Regions from separate parts of the Pan troglodytes genome. Here region 1 is linked to region 2. The links are chromatin contacts, called in public Hi-C maps. All regions are on one chromosome and are shown on one strand. Each heading gives the region's core, a stretch centred on a gene start, on an enhancer-like site or on the middle of the called end of the contact. The rest is flanking DNA. Distances are from core to core; before and after follow the strand shown. Region 1 holds the start of NSA2 (NSA2 ribosome biogenesis factor). Region 2 has its middle 37 kb from the start of FAM169A.

Region 1 (6,108 bases), core at 2,201-4,700, 140 kb before region 2:
ATATGTAAGTTAGACATATGTAATATGTATGGTAAAATGTATTACTTTTAAAAAGTTGGAACAATATTTTTAGCTACCAAAAATTCAATGCATCATTCAGAAAATGAAAATTCTGATTAAATATGAGAAATATGGTTTTTAGGTTTAAAATGTCCCTTATTTGTCAATGTAATGTTTAAAGAAAGATATGGCGATACAGTAGAAATCAACTTATTGAAATTACAAAACATTGTATCAACCAAAATGCATTGTTATGTAAATGTATAGAATTAAGCATAAAAAGCTAAGCATCCACATATTAACTTGGTAATTTCTAATTGGCAGTAAAATTTATTGATTCATTTGTATACTCTGATTTTCCTACCATACCATGTAAAAACTAAATCATGTAAAAAATATATAAAAGCAAGTCCTCTTCCTCTCTGATTATAGAAACTAAGCATCTTTAGTTTAAAAACATTTGCTAAATATTCACTATGTTTCAAGTACAATATCAAAGCTATTAGAAATATAAGGACGCAGCTGAGACTGGGGATGCTGGGGAGACAGACAGACCATGTTAAACCAAGCTTGTCCAACCCGTGGCCTGCAGGCCACATGCGGCCCACGATAGCTTTATATGCAGCCCAACATAAATTCGTAAACTTTCTTAAAATATTATGAGTTTTTTTTTTACTTTTTTTTTTAGCTCATCAGCTATTGTTAGTTATCATTAGTGTATTTTATGTGTGGCCAAAGACAATTCTGCCAGTGTGGCCCAGGGAAACCAAAAGATTAGACACCCCTGTGTTAAACCATTGTGATCCATGTTATTAAGATATGTGAAACCTCATTACTACTCCTAAGTCTGTTCTTTTCTGGATTTTAGCTAAGAAACATTCACTACTCTTATTTAGAAAGTCATCTAATACTTACATTTGATTTCCTAAATATATTTGAATCTGTTCCCTTTGTTGTTGTTGTTGTTTTTTTTTTTTTGAGACAGGGTCTTGCCCTGTCACCAAGCCTGGAGTGCAGTGGCTTGATCTCAGCTCCCTGCAACCTCTGCCTCCTGGGTTCAAGCGATTCTCCTGCCTCAGCCTCCCGAGTAGCTGGAACTACAGGCATGTGCCACCACACCTGGCTACTTTTTGTATTTTTAGTAGAGACGGGGTTTCGCCATGTTAGCCAGACTGGTCGTGAACTCCTGACCTCAAGTGATCTACCCACCTCGGCCTCCCAAAGTGCTGGGATTACAGGCGTGAGCCACCATGCCTGGCCTTGAATCCATTCCCTTTTCATTGGTAATGCCAAAGTTCAGGGCCTCATAGTCTCTCCACAGTTGTGACTGTAATAGACATTTAATAGACATTTTCCTCTTCTTTAACTCAGTGGTTGTCAATAAAAAGATAATTTGCACAACCCAGCCCTCCCCCGCCCAAGCCTATTCGTTCCCATTTATTCAACAAGAATTTACTGTGTGTCTGCCTACCCACTGCTTTCTAGATATCAGCGTTAATGCAGTGAAAAAAAGACAACAATCTCTGCCCTCATACTGCCTCTACCGTAGTCAGGGGATACAGACAACAAACAAAAGTAACGAATACAATACATAGTCTCTCCCATGATGATAGGGTGCTGTAGAGAAGAATGAAGCAGGAAAGAGGAATTGGGACAGTTAGAACTGTAAGTAAAGAGATCAAGGAAGGCATTCAAACAGTGACATTTAAGCAAAGACCTGAAGTAGATGAGGGAGGAAATTCGGGGGATTGAGGGACGGCGGGGAGGGGCACATTAAAGGCAAAGAGATTATATAACGTACTGTACCTAAAATATACAAATGCTAGTTACTATTTCTGGTTTTAAAGAGAATGATGAGATCACCTTAGAAAATGGAGCCTTAAAAAACTGCTTCAAAGGCCGGGCTCGGTGGCTCACGCCTGTAATTCCAGCACTTTGGGAGGCCGAGGCAGGTGGATCACCTGAAGTCAGGAGTTCGAAACCAGCCCGACCAACATGGTGAAACCCCGTCTCTACTAAAAATACAAAAATATTAGCTGGGTGTGGTGGCGAGCGCCTATAATTCCAGCTACTTGGGAGGCTGAACCAGGGGAATCGCTTGAACCCGGGAGGCAGAGGTTGCAGTGAGACGAGATGGCGCATTTGCACTCCAGCCTGTGCGACAAGATTGAAACTCCGTCTCAAAACAAAACAAAAACTGCCTCAAAGCCGGGCGCTGTGGCTCAAGCCACACTTTGGGAGGCCGAGGCGGGTGGATCGCTCGTACCCGGGAGTTCGAGACCAGCCTGGGCAACACGGTGAAACCTCATCTCTACAAAAACTACAAAAATCAGCCAGGCTTCGTGGCGCGAGCCTGTAGCTCGCTACTTTTGAGGCTGAGGTCGGAGGATCGCTTGATCCCGGGAGGTCGAGGCTGCGGTGAGCCGAGCTCGCGCCCCTGCACTCCAGCCTGGGCGACTGGGCGAGATGCCGTCTCAAAATACCCATAAAAACAAAAACAAAATACTGCCTCAAATACAAGCACTAAGAATTAATGAAAGTATTCTTTTGGTACAGTTCTTTTTGTTCATCAACTGAATCACGCTGCAAGCTGTGAAGTAATTAAGGGAACTTCTGCAACTGTGCAGTAAAAGGGTAAACCTGGCAGTGTATTTAAGTAGACGTACTTTCTGGTAGTTAATTACTTCTTGACACTAGGGGGCCACTAAATACAAGTCCACTCAGCATTTGATTCGGTGCACCAAAATGCCTCAGAAATTTCTGGAATCAGTCCTGTACCTCCAAAAAACCAGAATGTTATCTTCTTCTTTTCTAACAGCTGCAAAGGCCCAGTAGTTCCATTTTTCTGTACACTAAGTTTTCATTCCTCAGTATCCTTCACAATCATGCACACATTACACAGAGTGACCGGAACAAAGATGAGTCGACTTCGCCGAATGATAGAGAAAAACTTCCATACTGAGCGAACACCGAGGGGAGTCCGGAGGCCCTGTTGTCCTCCTCCGTGGCTGGCTGTGTCCGTCGCAGCCTGAAAGGTCAGCGGTACCCAGCGCTGTGACAGGGTCACAGGCGCGCGATGTCTCACAGCTCGGAGCAGTACTCACCTGGCATTAGGCCGCGTGCCGCAGGCCAGCTCTCACCGCTGGGCTGTTGAAGCAGGAGGCGCGAGCCGCGCCAAAGTCTGCAACGGCCTCAAGTCTCGACGCCAGCCTAGGCAAAAGGCAATGTATCTAAACGAAAAGAAAATAGGCTTTCTCCGCTCTACCGCCTCGGGCAGCCACACCTCCACACTTCCGGCGGTGTACCGGCCAAATGCCGCCTGCCAGCAACTTCCGTCCTCCTAGCTAAAAGCGGAAAACAGAGGCTCGGAACCGCTGCGTGGTTCTTGCTCTTCACTCGGCCGTTTTAAAGGGTGACCCTTTCCTGTCCCGGCCTGCGTGGCGTGGGCTTGTGGGTCTTTGAGACCCGAAAATTGAGAGCGTTTTCGCACTCCAGGGGCTGCTCCTGGCGGCTCTGCGGCCGTCACCATGGTAAGGAGGATGCCTCGGACGCTCGCGACACACAGCGTCTGAGTTAGTGGGACCTGAGGACTCTGGGGCGCTGGGGTAGGGGGTGAGTGGTGGTAGGCGGAAATGAGAACTGCCAAGAGAAAAGGATGGTAGACCCGTGGGGTGGGCTCTGAGGAGTGGAAACAACTTCACATTCGAGACACAGACGGTATTTGCCAGAACACAAGCTTTGGAGCAAGATTTTACTCTGTCCTGTTTTCTTTTTTCTTTTTGATCCACCGCTAAGAGTCCTAAAAATTCCTGATTTCACCACAAGCGTGGTTATCAGCCCCAGAGCCTAATGGGAATATGGTTGTGCCTTGTACAATCTTAGATGTCAGTCCCGCTCCCTTCATTTTACTGCTGAGGAAACTGAAGGCGTCCTTGCCAAAGACCAGACAGCTAATGAATTGCGAAGCCGGGCTTAACGGCCCAGATCTAACTGCCAGGTCCTTTCTCTTTCTGTTACGTCTCTATAATCTGCGTTTCTTTGCAAAATGGCATTCCATACACCCTTCATGTGATGGCTGCAAAGTTTATGTGATAGCAGTTGGTAGCAGCACACCTTGTTGGTTGTTACTTAACATTGCTCTCTGTGCTGGACTTGGCTTTGTATCATTTTTATTTTTGCAGCCTTAAAATACGAATAGACTCACGCCTGGCCGCGTGTTTAAAACGTGTCTAAAATGCAAAAAGCATCCCATACATTGCTGGTGAAAAGAAAAATAATGCACTTTTGGAAAACGGTCTGGCAGTAAACACACGTCCACATGAAGACTTGCATGCAGTTGTTTATTGCAGATTTATTCGTAATCACCCAAAACTGGGAACAACCCTGATACCTATCATCTGGTCAGCGGGTAAACAGTGGTGTATCCATACAATAGCATACTACTCAACAATAAAAAGGATTGAAGTTCCTATACCTGCAGCAAATTGGGTGAATCCCAAAAGCAAGAAACCAGATTCAAAAGGCTATGTACTACTGTTGATCCCTGTTTCAGTCTGGGAAAGGCGAAACTGTAGGGATAGGTATCAAACTGAGAGTTGGGAAAGAGGATTGACTTAAAAGTTACATAGGGAATTTTAGGGGGAAATGGAAATTCTCTGTATTTTGATTGTGGTGGTTACAGAACTGTGTAGTTAGGAAAAACTTAGAACTGTATACCTAAAAAGGACAGGTTTTACTGTGTGTAAATTATGCTTCAATAAAACTGACTTAAATTTTTTAAATGTGAAATGAAGGTGTTATTAAAAAAGCAAATTATGTCAAGGAAAAAAGATACTGTAATCAGTTCATCCCTTTTGTGGTCCAGTAGATTTTGGACCACTCCCTAATGAGATTATTAGAGATGTAAGTCCTGATGCCTCATATCATTCAAGACCAAAATTTAACTTACATCATGTGAATAAACTTAATGGTGCAAGAATCATTTAAGTAAGTGAACATTTGGATGAAACAGGGTCTTTGTGCTATGTAAAAGAAAGCATTTTAGAATGATTGTCAGTACTTTAAAAAATTAAAATAATATTTCTTCCATCATTATAGCCACAGAATGAATATATTGAATTACACCGTAAACGCTATGGATACCGTTTGGATTACCATGAGAAAAAGAGAAAGAAGGAAAGTCGAGAGGCTCATGAACGTTCAAAGAAGGCAAAGAAAATGATTGGTCTGAAGGCTAAGCTTTACCATAAACAGCGTCATGCTGAGAAAATACAAATGAAAAAGACGTAAGTGGTCTCATTTATTTGTCATAACAAGTTAACATCTTTTGAGTAATCATTATTAAAACAGATAATCTTGAATCTTTTTTCCTTCTTGGTAGTATCAAGATGCATGAAAAGAGAAACACCAAACAAAAGAATGATGAAAAGACACCACAGGGAGCAGTACCTGCCTATCTGCTGGACAGAGAGGGACAATCTCGAGCTAAAGTACTTTCCAATATGATTAAACAGAAAAGAAAAGAGAAGGCGGTAAGCAATAACAATTCAAGTCTTTGTTTTGTTTAGGAGAATTACTTAAATTCAAATTTGAGGTTCTTGTTTCTCGGTTTAATTTCAAACATGAAGTACAGCTGTTATTCCCATTATTTAGATGTTGAAGTCTTTGTAAATTTAATTAAAAACTTGCTTTCTCATCATAAGGTTTTAAAATTTAAGTTTTAAAAAAAATTTATTAGAATGCCATATGAAATTTAAAAGCTGGTAAGGAGTGAATTTCAAATTCAATATTTGTCTTCCTGTTTGAAAACCCACAGTGCTATGCAGTCATAAAGAAAAATACAAATGCTTCTTATTTGTGCTGCCCTGTAGTGCCAAACTTGGTTAAAAAGTAGAATGGTGGAAAACTCCCTGAGTTGTCACAAAAAATGTGGCTTTTTAAAACACCTGTAAATAGATTAGCAGAAATCCAGATAAAAGAATATGCAGTATTTATATTTAAAGAATTATTTTTACTGCCTTACACTATTTCAGTTTTTTCATAGAATTTGCACTCAAGGGAGGCATAAAACATCTGGTGAGGATTTTGTCTTGCTAGTGATTACAGATC
Region 2 (6,522 bases), core at 2,632-5,131:
AGTTAAAATGAAATAGCAGATTCAAATCAGACAGAAGAAGAGCTAATGTGTGACTTCAATCCAGAGAATGTGTAAGCCCACGACCAGTCCTTTTAAGGTAGAAAGCCCTATTTATAGGCTCATAATGTCTCAGTAGTGATTTATGAAAAAATCAAATTCTGAGTCTCAGCTAAAAAAATCTCTCTGGTTGATGTATAACTTCAGTAGGCTGAGATAAGGACCTCCATGTGCTTAGGTATAATTGTGTTTTTTTGTTTTTCTTAATTAAAAAAATTTATTATTATTATTTGAGTTGGACTCTCACTCTGTCACCCATGCTGGAGTGCAGTGGCGTGATCTTGGCTCACTGCAAACTCCGCTTCCCAGATTCAAGCCATTCTCCTGTCTCAGCCTCCTGAGTAGCTGGAACTACCAGCATGTGCCACCACGCCTGGCTAATTTTTGTATTTTTAGTAGAGACAGGGTTTCGCCATATTGGTCAGACCGGTCTTGAACTCCTGACTTCAGGTGATCCACCTATCTCGGCCTCCCAAAGTGCCAGGATTACAGGCATGAGCTACTGTGCCCGGCCAGGTATAATTGTTTTATGGATATCATTTGACTCTGGAAAAATTAGAATTTAGCATTAAAAATAAAGTATATGGCCGGGCATGGTGGCTCATACCTGTAATCCCAGCACTTTGGGAGGCCGAGATAGGTGGATCACCTGAAGTCAGGAGTTCAAGACCGGTCTGACCAATATGGCGAAACCCTGTCTCTACTAAAAATACAAAAATTAGCCAGGCGTGGTGGCACGTGCTTAGTCCCAGCTACTCAGGAGGCTGAGACAGGAGAATGGCTTGAATCTGGGAAGTGGAGTTTGCAGTGAGCCAAGATCACGCCACTGCACTCCAGTATGGGTGACAGAGTGAGAGTCCATCTCAAATACAAAAATACAAAAATTAGCCAGGTATGGTGGCGCATGCCTGTAATCCCAGCTACTCGGGAGGCTGAGGCAGGAGAATAGCTTGAACCCGGGAGGCAGAGATTGTAGTGAGCCAAGATCCTGCCAGGGCACTCCAGCCTGGGACAGAGCTAGACTCCGTCTCAAAAAAAACAAAAAGTATATTACATCTATAATATTAATATTCTTATGTTAAGATTAAAAATACATTATTAGGCTGGGCGCGGTGGCTCACGCCTGTAATCCCAGCACTTTGGGAGGCCAAGGCGGGCGGATCACGAGGTCAGGAGATCGAGACCATCCTGGTTAACACAGTGAAACCCTGTCTCTATTAAAGATACAAAAATTAGCCACGGGTGGTGGTGGGCGCCTGTAGTCCCAGCTACTCCGGAGTCTGAGGCAGGAGAATGGCATGAACCTGGGAGGCGGAGCTTGCAGCGAGCCGAGACCACGCCACTGCACTCCAGCCTGGGTGACAGGGCGAAACTCCGTCTCAAAAAAAAAAAAAAAAAAAGGACATCAGTTTTTTATTGTTGTATAACTAATTACCACAAACCCAGTGGCTTACGTGTATTACTGCATAGTTTCTGTGGATGAGGAGCCTAGGCTGGGTCTTCTGCTCAGGCCCTTACAAAGCTGTGCTCGAGTTACTGGTTGTATTTTGATCTAGAGGCTCAACTGAGGGAAAATTCACTTCCCAGCTCATTCAGGTTGTTAGCAGAAATCAATTCCTTGCTGTTTTGCAGCTGAGGACCCTGGCTTTTTGCTGGCTGTTGGCTGGAGGCCTGTATCAGGTTCTAGAGGCATCCACAGGTTCCTAGAAGAGTCCGCAGTTCCTTACCACACAGGCTTCTCCAACATGCCTGCTTATTCCATCAGGCCCACAAGGAGCATTTCACTTCTGTCTGCTGAAACAGAGTCTCATATAACATAACATAACATAACATAACATAACATAACATAACATAACATAACATAACAACAAAACAAACGTAACATAACATAATCACAGGAGTGACATCCCATCATCTTTTCCATATAATACAACCTGATCAAGGGACTGACATCCCATCACCAGTCCTGCCAACACTCAAGGGCAGGGAGTGTGGCAAAGCATGAATACCAAGAGATAAGGAATCACGGGCACTTACCTTACAGTCTGTCTGCTAAAAAGAATGATCTGTATATGTTTGGTACTTAAAGTCCCTGTAGTGTTTAAGAAAATTTGGCAAATTGGAGTATCTAAGAGACCAGCTTTGTGGTCCCAATTTAGAATGAATGAGTAATTGATTTAGATTTGGAATTTTGAGTTGAGTTGTAAGAGAGTTTTAATAAGTTTAGAAATTATATTGGACCATTTAAAACAACTTAACATCCACCATACTTATATGTTTACTGTCTTACAAATATTAGAATTTCTAAGTACTTGAAAGGGTAGCAGCAGCCAGTCTCCAAAGACGGCCACCATCAATGCATGTTCTTCGTGTATGTGCATTCTGCTCCTGATAACAAGAAGAGGAGTTTCCTTCTCCTCTCCTCTGGGCTGACCTTGTAACTGGCCCTGATCAAGAGAATGTGGCAGAAGGGACATTCTGGTCATTAAGCCCAGGCCCTGCAAGGACTGATAGCTTCTACTTTCTGCCTCTTACAGTGCTCTTTCTTGGAACCTAGCTGTTATGCCATGATAAAATAAATGATATACCTGATTGCAGAATATATAAAGAACTCTTTTTATTTATTTATTTATTTATTTATTTATTTATTTATTTATTTATTTTGAGACAGAGTCTTGCTCTGTCACCCAAGCTGGAGTGCAGTGGTGTGATCTTGGGCTCACTGCAACCTCTGCCTCCCGAATTCAAGTGACTCTCCTGCCTCAGCCTCGCCAGTAGCTGGAACTACAGGCCCACGCCAGAATGCCCGGCTAATTTTTGTGCTTTTAGTAGAGACAGGGTTTCACCACGTTGGCCAGACTGGTCTTGAACTCCTAACCTCAAGTAATCTGCCCGCCTCCACCTCTTAAGTGTTGGGATTACAGGCGTGAGCCACCACACTCGGCCATATAATGAATTCTTAAAACTCAATAACAAGAAGACAAACAACCTGGTTAAAATAAATGGGCAAATTTTTCAACAGACATTACTAAAGAAGATATAGGAATGGATAAAAAGCATATGAAAAGATGCTTGGCCAGTCATGGTGGTACACGTCTGTAATCCCAGCTACTCGGGAGGCTGAGGCAGAATTGCTTGAACCCAGGAGATCCCAGTAAGCTGAGATCGCACCGATGCACTCCAGCCTGGGCAACAGAGTGAGACTTCATCTAAAAAAAATAAAAAAATAAAAAAAAGAAGAAAAGAAAAGGTGCTTAACATCATCAGTTATTAGGGAAATGCAAATTTGCAAATTAAAACCACAATGAGCTGCCTACCATTTCACACCTACTAGAATGGCTTTAGTTGAAAAGACAGACAATAACTAGTGTTCGTGAAGATGTAGAGAAAATGGAACCTTCCTTCATGGCTGAGACAAAGTAAAATGTTGTAGCTACTTTGGATAAAAGTTTGCCAGTTTCTTAAAAAGTTAAACATGTGTACTAAACATGGCTTTTTATTCTGATGTTTTGACATCAGGGGCCTTACAGATCCTGTGTAGACTGCAACTCCCAGGGCTAGCCAACACCTAGAAATAGCAAACAACTCATCTTCCATGTGCAAACCAATGAATCCTAAGCCTATTTCCTAATTACCTCCTCAGTTGAGCTCTCACACATCTTGCCACTATTCCCCTGCCCTAATCACCTCAGGGCTGGGTGCCAGATAATTACAAATATTCTCTATGCCCCAGAGTTCAGTTCAAATTGGCCAATCCTAAACCTGCTTACCTGGCCTCACCTGTTCCTGGGGAAACCAGAATAAAGGCTCTTGCTCCCGCTGTCCCGACTGACCCTGCCGCTCCCCCATGTGGCCTGGCATGGTGGAGCACACACTCTCCTGTCCTGGGAACTGTCTCAGTCTGTCTTTTCAAGAGCAGTCATCTCCTGATCTGTTGGCCTCTCCATACCTGGATAAAAATAAAATCAACATTTTAAAGCAATATGTTTACCATATGATCCAGCAATTTCATTCTTAGGTATTTACCCCAGTGAAATGAAAACATATTTCTATACAAAAATCTATACATGAATGTTCATAGCAGCATTATACGTAATAACTACAAAGTGGAAACCACCCACATATCCATCCAATGATGAATAGAGAAACAAAATGTGTTCTATCCATACAATGGAATACTTATTCAGAAATGAAAGGACTGAACTATTTATAAATGCTAAAACATAGATGAACCTGAAAATAATTATGAGTGAAAGGAACCAGGCACAAAAGACCACACACTGTATGATCACTTTTATAGAAATGTTCAGAAAAGACAAATCTATGGAGAAAAAAGAGTACATTTGTGATGGCCTTGGAGCTGCAGTGGGAACAGGGGTTGACTGCTAACGAGCATGATGGTTTTTTTTAGGATTATACAAATATTCATAAATATTCTAAAACTGGATTGCAGTGATGAACAGTCTGTAAGTTTGTTAACCATCATTGAATTGTACACTTAAAATAGGTGAGTTTCTTTTTTTTTTTTAAGATTTTCTTTTTAATTATACTTTAAGTTCTGGGGTACATGTGCAGAATGTGCAGGTTTGTTACATAGCTACATGTGTGCCATGGTGGTTTGCTGCACCCAACAACCTGTAAATTTTTTTTTTTTTTGAGATGGAGTCTCACTCTGTTGCCCAGGCTGGAGTGCAGTGGCACAACCTCGGCTCAACTGCAACCTCCACCTCCCGGGTTCAAGTGATTCTCCTGCCTCGGCCTCCCGAGTAGCTGGGATTACAGGCACACACCACCACACCCAGCTAATTTCTGTATTTTTAGTAAAGACGGGGTTTCACCATATTGGTGAGGCTGGTCTTGAACTCCTGACCTCATGATTCGCCCGCCTTGGCCTCCCAAAGTGCTGGGATTACAGGCATGAGCCACCATGCCCGGCCAACCTGTAATCTACATTAGGCATTTCTCCTAACGCTATCCACCCCCTAGCCTCCCATCCCCCAGCAGGCCCTGGTGTGTGATGCCCACTCCCGTGTCCATGTGTTCTTTGTTCAACTCCCACTTATGAGTGAAAACCTGCGGTGTTTGGTTTTCTGTTCCTGTTAGTTTGCTGAGAATGATGGTTTCCACCTTCATCCATGGCCCTGCAAAGGACATGAACTCATCCTTTTTTATGGCTGCATAGTATTCCATGGTGTATATGTGCCACATTTTCTTTATCCAGTCTATCATTGATAGGCATTTGGGTTGATTCCAAGTCTTTGCTATTGTGAACTGTGCCGCAATAAACATATGTGTGCATGTGTCTTTACAGTAGAATAATTTATAATCCTTTGGGTATATACCCAGTAATGGGATTGCTGGGTCGAATGGTATTTCTAGTTCTAGATCCTTAAGTAATCACCACACTGTCTTCCACAATGGTTGAACTAATTTATACTCCCACCAACAGTGTAAAAACATTCCTATTTCTCCACATCCTCTCTAGCATCTGTTGTTTCCTGACTTTCTGATGATTGCCATTCTAACTGGAGTGAGATGGTATCTCATTGTGGTTTTGATTTGCATTTCTCTAATGACCAGTGATGATGAGGTATTTTTCATATGTTTGTTGGCTGCATAAATGTCTTCTTTAGAGAAATGTCTGTTCATATCCTTCGCCCACTTTTTGATGGGGTTGTTTGTTTTCTTCTTGTGAATTTGTTTAAGTTCTTCGTCGATTCTGGATATTAGCCCTTTGTCAGATGGATAGATTGTAAAAATTTTCTCCCATTCTGTAGGTTGCCTGTTCACTCTGATGATAGTTTCTTTTGCTGTGCAGAAGCTCTTAAATTAGATCCCGTTTGTCAATTTTGGCTTTTGTTGCTATTGCTTTTGGTGTTTTCACCATGAAGTCTTTGCCCATGCCTATGTGCTGAATGGTATTGCCCAGGTTTTCTTCTAGGATTTTCTTTTTTTTTTTTTTTGAGACCGAGTTTCGCTCTTGTTGCCCAGACTGGAGTGCAGTGGCGCGATCTTGGCTCACCGCAACCTCCACCTCCCAGGTTCAAGCGATTCTCCTGGCTCAGCCTCCCACTTCCTGAGTAGCTGGGATTACAGGCATGTGCCACCATGCCCAGCTATTTTTTTTGTATGTTTAGTAGAGACGGGGTTTCTCCATGTTGGTCAGGCTGGTCTCGAACTCCCGACCTCAGGTGATCCGCCCACCTTGGCCTCCCAAAGTGCTGGGATTACAGGCATGAGCCACCATGCCCAGCCCCTCTTCTAGGGTTTTCATGGTTTTAGGCCTTGTGCTTAAGTCTTTAATCCATCTTGAGTTAATTTTTGTATAAGATGTAAGGAAGGGATCCAGTTTCAGGTTTCTGCATATGGCTAGCCAGTTTTCCCAACACCATTTATTAAATAGGGAATCCTTTCCCTATTGGTTGTTTCTGTCAGGTTTGTCAAAGATCAGATGGTTATAGATGT

Evidence for each region. Hi-C and Micro-C count contacts between places; a contact is called where the count stands out from the background.
Region 1: a contact with region 2 is called in a Hi-C map of induced pluripotent stem cells, with 2.4 times the contacts expected there. The contact joins the promoter of NSA2 here to the enhancer-like site in region 2. A contact is called at or near these places in 1 of 7 Hi-C or Micro-C datasets (induced pluripotent stem cells) and 1 of 1 datasets of contacts at active chromatin or transcription factors (stem cell-derived excitatory neurons).

The regions. Positions count from the first base shown.
Region 1 is chr4:41,284,387-41,290,494 of NHGRI_mPanTro3-v2.0_pri, reverse strand. NSA2 (NSA2 ribosome biogenesis factor) reads left to right here and starts at 3,450. Exons shown (of 6, transcript NM_001246638.2): 1 at 3,450-3,530; 2 at 5,098-5,285; 3 at 5,381-5,531. The coding sequence starts at 3,528. It overlaps GFM2 (GTP dependent ribosome recycling factor mitochondrial 2), which reads right to left and starts at 3,321. Exons shown (of 21, transcript XM_001150063.6): 1 at 3,105-3,321.
Region 2 is chr4:41,146,875-41,153,396 of NHGRI_mPanTro3-v2.0_pri, reverse strand. No RefSeq gene overlaps it. Among named protein-coding and RNA genes, the nearest start is that of FAM169A, 37 kb to the left of the region's middle. Within about 2 kb of position 3,881, at least 1 of the 24 cell types and tissues checked has an H3K27ac peak or open chromatin away from gene starts, as enhancers often do. A contact at or near this core is called in induced pluripotent stem cells, where this site is marked.